3 separate regions of the Zea mays genome follow, and regions 1 and 3 are each linked to region 2. A link is a contact called in public Hi-C data. All regions are on one chromosome and are shown on one strand. The core of a region is the stretch at or near the end of the contact, and the rest is flanking DNA. Distances in the headings are between cores, read along the strand shown.

The links. Hi-C and Micro-C count contacts between places; a contact is called where the count stands out from the background.
Region 1: a Hi-C map of ear shows a contact between it and region 2, with 2.2 times the contacts expected there. The contact joins the enhancer-like site here to the promoter of LOC100193950 in region 2. A contact is called at or near these places in 2 of 25 Hi-C or Micro-C datasets (ear and endosperm).
Region 3: a contact with region 2 is called in a Hi-C map of ear, with 2.9 times the contacts expected there. The contact joins the promoter of LOC100276178 here to the promoter of LOC100193950 in region 2. A contact is called at or near these places in 6 of 25 Hi-C or Micro-C datasets (ear, endosperm, leaf and 1 more).

Annotation. Positions count from the first base shown.
Region 1 is chr5:109,576,323-109,579,022 of Zm-B73-REFERENCE-NAM-5.0, forward strand. No RefSeq gene overlaps it. Among protein-coding and RNA genes, the nearest start is that of LOC100276178, 100 kb to the left of the region's middle. Within about 2 kb of position 1,254, at least 11 of the 20 cell types and tissues checked have an H3K27ac peak or open chromatin away from gene starts, as enhancers often do. A contact at or near this core is called in ear and endosperm, where this site is marked.
Region 2 is chr5:110,100,943-110,103,710 of Zm-B73-REFERENCE-NAM-5.0, forward strand. LOC100193950 (Guanylate-binding family protein) reads left to right here and starts at 1,455. Exons shown (of 13, transcript NM_001359357.2): 1 at 1,455-1,922; 2 at 2,716-2,768. The coding sequence starts at 1,590.
Region 3 is chr5:109,475,122-109,477,851 of Zm-B73-REFERENCE-NAM-5.0, forward strand. LOC100276178 reads left to right here and starts at 1,376. Exons shown (of 4, transcript NM_001150027.2): 1 at 1,376-1,765; 2 at 1,869-2,093. The coding sequence starts at 1,412.

The sequences.
Region 1 (2,700 bases), core at 4-2,503, 520 kb before region 2:
TATTAATCTAAACTCTACTAAACGATGCGATTACTTCACATGTATACATACCACATAACATTACATGAGACAGTGTGTTTTAGCAAACACATTATGCATAATTTGCGTCACAACAAAAACTTAATCATCAAACAACATGTCTGCTATCCCCAGGCAAACACGACCAAACCACAAACCCTGGCCACAGAACATCATATATATACCACAAAGAAACTGGACACCACCACACAGCGCATCGACGAGAATCAATGAGACCAATACATCTAGCCAATTCACTCATCAAATCAGCTTACTACATCACAGTTCGATTTGGTATTAGCAAGAACGACGACGACCGTCGATTCACCCAAATCACAGAACACCTGATGGCTGATGCGCTGGAGCTTTCCTTTCCCCATAATCCTAGGATTATTCTCCTCATCACGCACAAATACACATATACACATAATCAACACACGGAAATCTCGTCGGGTGACAAAACGACGGAGCTAGAACAGAATCTCACTGATACGAACACAAGATGCGGACAGCGAGCAAAGGCTGACGGGATCGCGAACACAACCTGTAGTGACGCCTAGTAACAGCATCACCCACGGCACGAAGGCATGGATTGATGGTGGGGTGTCTTTAACCATGGTTGGTCAGCGAGGTCGACATAGGGCTGAGGCAGAGCTGCTGAAATTGGAAGACAACAACGGGGTCAATGCCGAGGTGAGCGCAGGATCTGGTGGCCTGGAGAGCAGCGGTCGTCGGTGTACGTGCTGGTGGAGCCGAGCTGACAGCTGGGAGACACGCCCTACGCACGCGCAGGGGAACGACGGAAGGGACTCGCCATGGCCGATCTGGCAGAGGGAGCTAAGGCGAGCTGGAGTCTAGAGCGAGCTCCATGGATGGGCGAGGTCGGAGGTTCGGGCAAGTAGACAGGGGCGCGAACTGGAGCAGATAGAGCTTCACGGCGAGCAGAGGCGCGCCATGAAGAGCACCCCGGCGAGGCTTGGTGGAGGAGCACCGGGCGCGGCTGGCGGGGTGAGCTCCAGGAGAGGGCGCCGGCGTGCAGAGGGGTAGGGCGACGACAACCGACAGCTACCGGGCTAGGGCGAGCCCACGATGTTGCCACGGATCGGAGGCAGAGGAGGCAGCCATAGGCGACGGCGAGCAGAGGACTTGGAGCGGTGGCCATCGGCAGGTTCTGGGGAGTAGCGAGGATGAGCAGAGGCGTGACCTCAATGGAAGGGGAGGGTCGATGGCCATGGAGGCAGAGGAGGGGAGCACGCGATGGGATAATGGCTCTAGGCTCTGGCCGTACGCGGTGGGGAACAAGCTAGAAGCCATCCGAAGAGAAATTTTCCCCCTTTTCTTTTATTTTTTAGACAAACAAATCATAAATATATTCGGATTTTTAATTAGATTTAAGTGAGGATTAAACATATCGGACCAAAACTTACTAACAACAATATTTTAGACAAGATTTGAGTTGGTGAATATTCCAGAGTCAGACAAATTTTTATTCATTATTTATATTTGAAAATTTAAATCGAGACGAGAAACACATAGACTGAACCAAACAAGATCAGCTTCGATATTGCAGACTGTGCTTAATTTGATTCGATTCGAAACCCAATAATCTTATCCGCAGTTTCAACACCCGATTCCACGGCCATAGGTAATTTACGTGGAGAATCGAATCTCAATTATAATTCCTTGGACGCGACTTCTCAGTTGACAAGTGGAGACTGAATTATTTTTCATTAAAAATTTTAGTCGTCGAGTTCTATTTAATTTGTTTGGGATGAACTCAGAGGGCTGAACTGAATTTTCAAATTCGTCTTTGTGCGATCGATGAATTTTAAATAATCACCAAACTCACCAATTTTCGAAACAATTATGTTCCGAACATCATGAAAATTTAGGAAAAGCCCGGATAGATAAAAATGATGTCGAACTCACGACAGATAAAACAGATTAAGATAGAGACGATTATTATCCCATGTTTAAATTCATACTCGTTGTTAAATGTATAGTAACACCTAGGGTGTTACAGCCCTCCCCCTTAAGAGAATCTCGTCCCGAGATTTGGAGCGAAAGACTTTTAGGAGTAGATAAGCATGTAACTCCTGTCCATATCAGCGATAGCATAAGGTAGTTCCAAGCGGAGACGAGTATCTCATGATGTTGTTTCTCTAGTGGATATAATGTGTATCACTTTAGGCCAATTAGGGATGTCAATAGAGACGTTGTCTGCCAGAAGAACACATAAGGTTCCATGTATGCAGTTTGCTTTCTCAAACAACTTGAGCCTGTTGGGCGAGTAATAGGTATGGGAGCTGACTTTACACAAGCAAAATTAGATGCACCTTCTTGGGTAAAACACACAAAATGAGATTTGTCGATAAGTCGGCATTGGGAGTCCATAACACAGGAGACGGGTGTGGATATCGAACAACATCACGGTCACTCATGGTTAGCCAGGGAATCCAAGTTTTAGGAAGATGATAGAAGTCTGATAAAACATCAATGAAGGGATCCATAGATGTTGACTTCACGATGACCCAACCTCATTTAGCACTAGTGCGACTCCGCCTAATCACACATGTTGGATAATTCTAATACCCAAAATTGTAAAACATAAGAAGAGATAATGTCCTTATGTGTATTGTCCATACCTACTATCACATGTGAATGAACACCATCAAAACAAAA
Region 2 (2,768 bases), core at 205-2,704:
TATTGTTGTTTGCTGATTACAAGATAAAAATGTTTGATACCAACCATTGATAATGTGGGACTCACTAAGCAAAGCCAAAGATAAGTGTTTAAACAACTATCGATCTACCTATGTGATATATAGAAACCATAGCAACGCACAAACATCAATGTAATCGTTGTACACTAACATTTATCGAATAATTTATTTGTCGTCGCAACGCACGGGCACATACCTAGTCTATATCTATACTATACTTAAAGCATCAGTTTCAACGGTCGTCCCGCGTCATCCTTTTACAAATAACACCTCACAGTTATTTCAAATTAATCTGTTGCACACCTATAGATGGTCAAACGGCGGCCCGGCACGGGCCAGACGCCCGCGGGCCACAACTCTGGCCCAGGCACGTTATGTCGGCCTGCTGACTATGTCGGGCCAGCCCGTTAGCCCGTCGACCTATTTGATTAAATAGGCGTAAAATGTTAAAAAACGGTGTAGGATGTGGAGTTTGAACCCATGCTCTGATAGAAGAAGGACATGAGACACTGTGTGAAGCTGTCTAACCAGTAGAACATCATGCTCAGATGTTTTTAATATTGAATATAAATTTTATATATGTATATACGTTTTTTTTGTAAAATAAAAATATATAACCGTATCGGGTGGGCTAGCACTACGGGTAGAGGCTACAACCAAAGCACGACATGACGTTCTTAGCTCTTGCAAGCATTAGGTCGTTTCTGAGACCACATTGACGCAATAGACTCTATGGTGTTTGAGGTTGCTGAATTGGATGAAGCAACAATGATTTGTCACACTAACAGTAAAATAAAATGTTATTTGTTGGTTTTAAACGTTAGTAATTGTTACAAAGTAGCATAATTTATATGGAGCGCATCCTGTTTTATTGATGTCTGACTTTAGCAAGCACTCTATATTTTGATCTATCTTTTTTTATAAGTTTAAGTTCACGTGATTTATTTTAGAAACTTGAGCTCACAAACTTTCTCTTATTTGGTCTCTGTATGGTGAAATTATGTCATTTTATAATCTCTGTTCGTTCAGTCAGTCATTGTGAACTCTCTTCTAATCGCTCACTTTATTGGTCGTGTTGTACTAAGACATATTACATGGAATAAACAATAACATCAATTAGCCAAATAAAAAATATTATACGAAGAGCAGAGATAATCAATAAAAAATCTTGTTTTTTTATGAATAGTTTATGTAGGTATTGTTGTAATCCGTCTCAACGTACGGGCAACCGACTAGTATAATTTATAATACAGATGTTTCATTGCACACTGTCTATATACCGGCAGCGCCAGGTATCCGAGACCGGAAACAGACAGCCACCCACCGGCCAACGCCCGACTCCCGAGCCCGCAAAAGTTGGCCCACACAGGCGGCAAAGCGCACAGGGAAAGGCGACCATCAACGGCCCGCAAAAGACACCCGTAGTAAAGGGGACGCGCAACGGCGGAAACGAAGGAACGCGAATCCTCTGCTTCACGAAGCGCGACTGCGCCAGCACCACTCCCCCTCCGTCAAAAATCCCAAACCCTAGACGAAGCAGACCCCCCCCCCCCCCCCCTAGTGAGGCCGCGATGATGCAGATGCTAGGCCTCCGCGGCTCCGCGTCCAAGGACCGTGGCCGCGGGGGCGACGCGTCCCCGTCCTCTGCTGTGGCAGGGGCCACGGGAACCCCGCGCTCGCCGTGGACTCCGGCGTCGGCATCGTCGCCGCGCTCGCCGTTCGCGGCGGAGGCGGGCGGCGAGGGAGGGGGCGGCCGGCCGCTGCGGCTGGTATACTGTGACGAGCGCGGTCGGTTTCGGATGGACCCAGAGGCCGTGGCCGCGCTGCAGCTCGTCAAGGGACCTGTCGGGGTCGTCTCTGTCTGCGGCCGCGCGCGCCAGGGGAAGAGCTTCATCCTTAACCAGGTTGGCCTTCCCTCTCTCTCCGCTGTCGAAAGCACGAAGGAAACATGAAATTTTGTGGGTTTTGCAAATTACAGACCATCAGAAAAAAACTGTAAAGTGATGGTTAGTGGAAACCAAAAAATTGCTCATAGCATTTCTGCCCTGCTTTATATGCTGTCCTGGTCTTATTTTTGAACGTCCTTTTTAATTAATCAGTTTTGGTCAAAGTCCTGGACTCACAACTGATGATGGTTGTAGACAACCCTACGGTTTTGATTAAAAAACCTCCCAAGATGATTACTAGTTCACTTTCTAGGATTGCTATTGAAAGAAAACCAATGCTTATCACTATATTTCTGTGATAAATAATTTCTCCCATTGATATTTGGTATGAAACTTGCCACATTGTCTGCTCAAATGAACATGGACCATTTGTTCATGTCCAGATATGGAGCTGTAAGGATAGGGACTTTGACAGAAATGGGAGAAATAATAACATGATGACTCTGTTCAATTTTTATTTAAGTTGATAAGTTCTAGTTAAAGGATGCTCTTTTATATACGGTGGCATGATTTTATATAGATGTACATGGTTGCAAAATGGATAGCTGAGCTGTATCATCTGGGTTTTTGGCAGAATAATCTGTTACGAAACAACAATAGTTTGATGTTTTAAACTTGCTTTTTTATGTACTTATCATCTGGATAATGTTTAATAAAATAAAATTATCCCACCATTAGGATTTGTCAATTTTTCGAAAAGCAGAAAAGCCCTGTGAAAGAGGAATTTGGCTTATTTCTAGGCTTGTGATAGCTTCTAGGTAGAAGTAGCGGGTTTCAAGTGGCAAGTACTCATCGTCCCTGCAC
Region 3 (2,730 bases), core at 126-2,625, 630 kb before region 2:
GCGAGAGTTGAGCTATTTTAGACTTAGAATCTGAATTGTTGATCTTATGAACCTATAAATTAAAGACTTGTTAAACTAGTTTGTTAGTGTGGTTGTGATGGTAAAAGCGAGAGGATTCAAGTTTGATCTTGGCATCACTTGATAGGGTTGAAAGAGCTCGGTCCCTTGGAACGCCTCAACGGAGATGTAGGTTTCATTTTGAAAACCGAACTTCGGTAAATAAATCACCCTGTCTTTTGTGTTTGATTGTTTGTGATTTGTTTTCTCTCTTCCTCTCTAAATTCTCTTGCTTTAATCTTCATTCTAATCACTTGTGTTGCTCCCAAGTTATTTCCGCAATTATAAAGAGCAACACGTGGCAAGAAGAACTTATCTCCTTACTCTGATTAAATTTACTTTTTGTTCTAACGTCTAATTGGGAATCAAAATTTTGTTATTAAGCCATATAATTTAGGTTTCGCCTATTTACCCCCTCTAAGCGACTTTCACGATCTCACTTCCACCTAGGTTCCACATACTAGAAGAAAAATCCTTGGGCTTCTTCTTTCCCACAACACAAGGCGCTTGGGACCTAGGGGCACAATTGCCATGGGGGCTCACTAGGGCCGACAATGGGCACAACTGGCTAGCACGACCTCCACAAAAGCACACCTAGGCTGGCACGACCACACGAGTGAGGAAGGGGTGCTGCACATAGGGCAACATAACTTGGGATCTGATTAGATCACAGTGCTAAAGTTTAGCACTACACTTTTTATAAATTTTAACATTTGTAGATCCAAACATGAGTGCTAAAAGGTGTGAAAAGATGTTAAAAGTGAAGCGTTAAAGTTTAGTATCCGTTAGCACTTTAGCTCTTGAAAGGATACTAAAGTTTAGCACGTGTATCCAAACAGACCCTTGGTCAGAGGAGCGTTCCTCCAGGTGGGAGCAGCCGACCAACTCAACCTTGGCGTGGCCCACATGATCACCCTTGTGTTGACGTGGCCACACGCACATGGAAGTGCGTACACAACACAATCCAACGTCGTCGACATGGACGAAGGGACATGAGTCGGTTGGGCATGGGCCACAACACACGCACATGGGGAAGGGGCGAGGGGGGCGTGACTGGTGGTGGGCGCTCAATTGCACGAAGGAAGAAGAAAAAAATAAAATGAACCAACACGCGTGTAAGGTGATAATAAACTCTAAATTTTATACTATAAAATTTAAGGATCAAATCAAGTTAGGATCTAACTTTATTTTTATTTATTTTTAAATTAAAATTAATTTAAAGCTTTAAGAAATTATGAAGAAATATTTGGATCAATCCATTATGGTTACTGATTTTTTTTATCTTATTTGAAAAGAAAAATTCCACACCATTATCCTTATCCCAAACCCCATACCACTCAGCTCCACTGCCACCATGGTGCCGCTCCACTGCTCAGCTAGCGTCCACCTCCACTTCCTATCGCCATCTCTCCCCCTTTCGTCATCCTTCTCTCTCCTCTGCCATCGCGTCCGCCGCCCCACCGCCATCCGCGCCGAAGCTGAAGTGCGGCCTCCGCTACCTGTCTCCGCGGCGGAGTCAGAGCCCCCTGACGCCGGCGCTGTGGAAGCCGAAGGTCAGGGACCCGTGGAGCTCCGCGCTCCGACGCTCTTCTCGACTGATGACAATCCCACCCCGCTCCAGACTGCCACCAGTCTCCTCCTCACCGGCGCCATCTCGGTCTTCCTCTTCCGCGCCCTCCGCCGCCGCGCCCGCCGCGCCAAGGAGCTCGTAATATATCTCCACCGATTTCATCCTCTATCTACATCACACCGCATATGCTTTTCAACAGAAGTGTGATGAGTTTCTTGGCGTGGTTAATTGATTGCGACAGAGAGTGCGGTCGAGCGGGTTGAAGAAGCCCAACAATCTCACCGAGGAGGCCCTGGAGAGGCTGAGATTGATGAGCGCCTCACCGATCGAGACCGAGAAGGCAACTTCGCCCATCCAGGCTCTGCTCGGCGGGATTGCGGCGGGGGTCATCGCACTCATCCTCTACAAGTTCAGCACCACAGTCGAGGCTGCGCTCAACCGTCAGACCATCTCCGACAGCTTCTCGGTCAGCTCTTCACAGTCTTGTTCTTGTCGTTTCTTAGTTTACTAAACACTGACATTGTCATTATAATCGGGGATTTCGATAACGAAATGGCCTATGTACTTGCGATTGTTTGTTTCTAGAAATTGGCAATTAAGTAGGACGGTCGTACTTGCTACTCTTGAGTGAAAAGACAATTCAACTAGCATTTCGTGAGCTATGATGGGCATGATTGGTTGCCTGTGAGACTTGGCCTGGCTCATATAGTGCCACAGATGACAGAACAGGCTGAGGACGATTGATGCATATATTGAGCCTGATTGAGAAGAAATATAACACATGAGACAAAAGTGGATAAACATGTGTTATTGAGATATTTAGGCCCTGTTTGTTTACTTTCTAGATTATATAATCCAGCTTACATATGTTAACAGACAAACAAACAACACAAATTATTAGGTGGATTATATAATCTAGATACCTAGATTATGGTAGTCCATAAGCAAGTCATTAGGTGCTTATATAATCTATAAGCTAGATTATATAATCTTGGAAGGAAACAAACATGACCTATGTTTGGATAAATATACTTTAATGATTCTTATTTTATCTTATTAAATCTTAATATCCTCGAAATATGTTAATACCATTTAATATACAG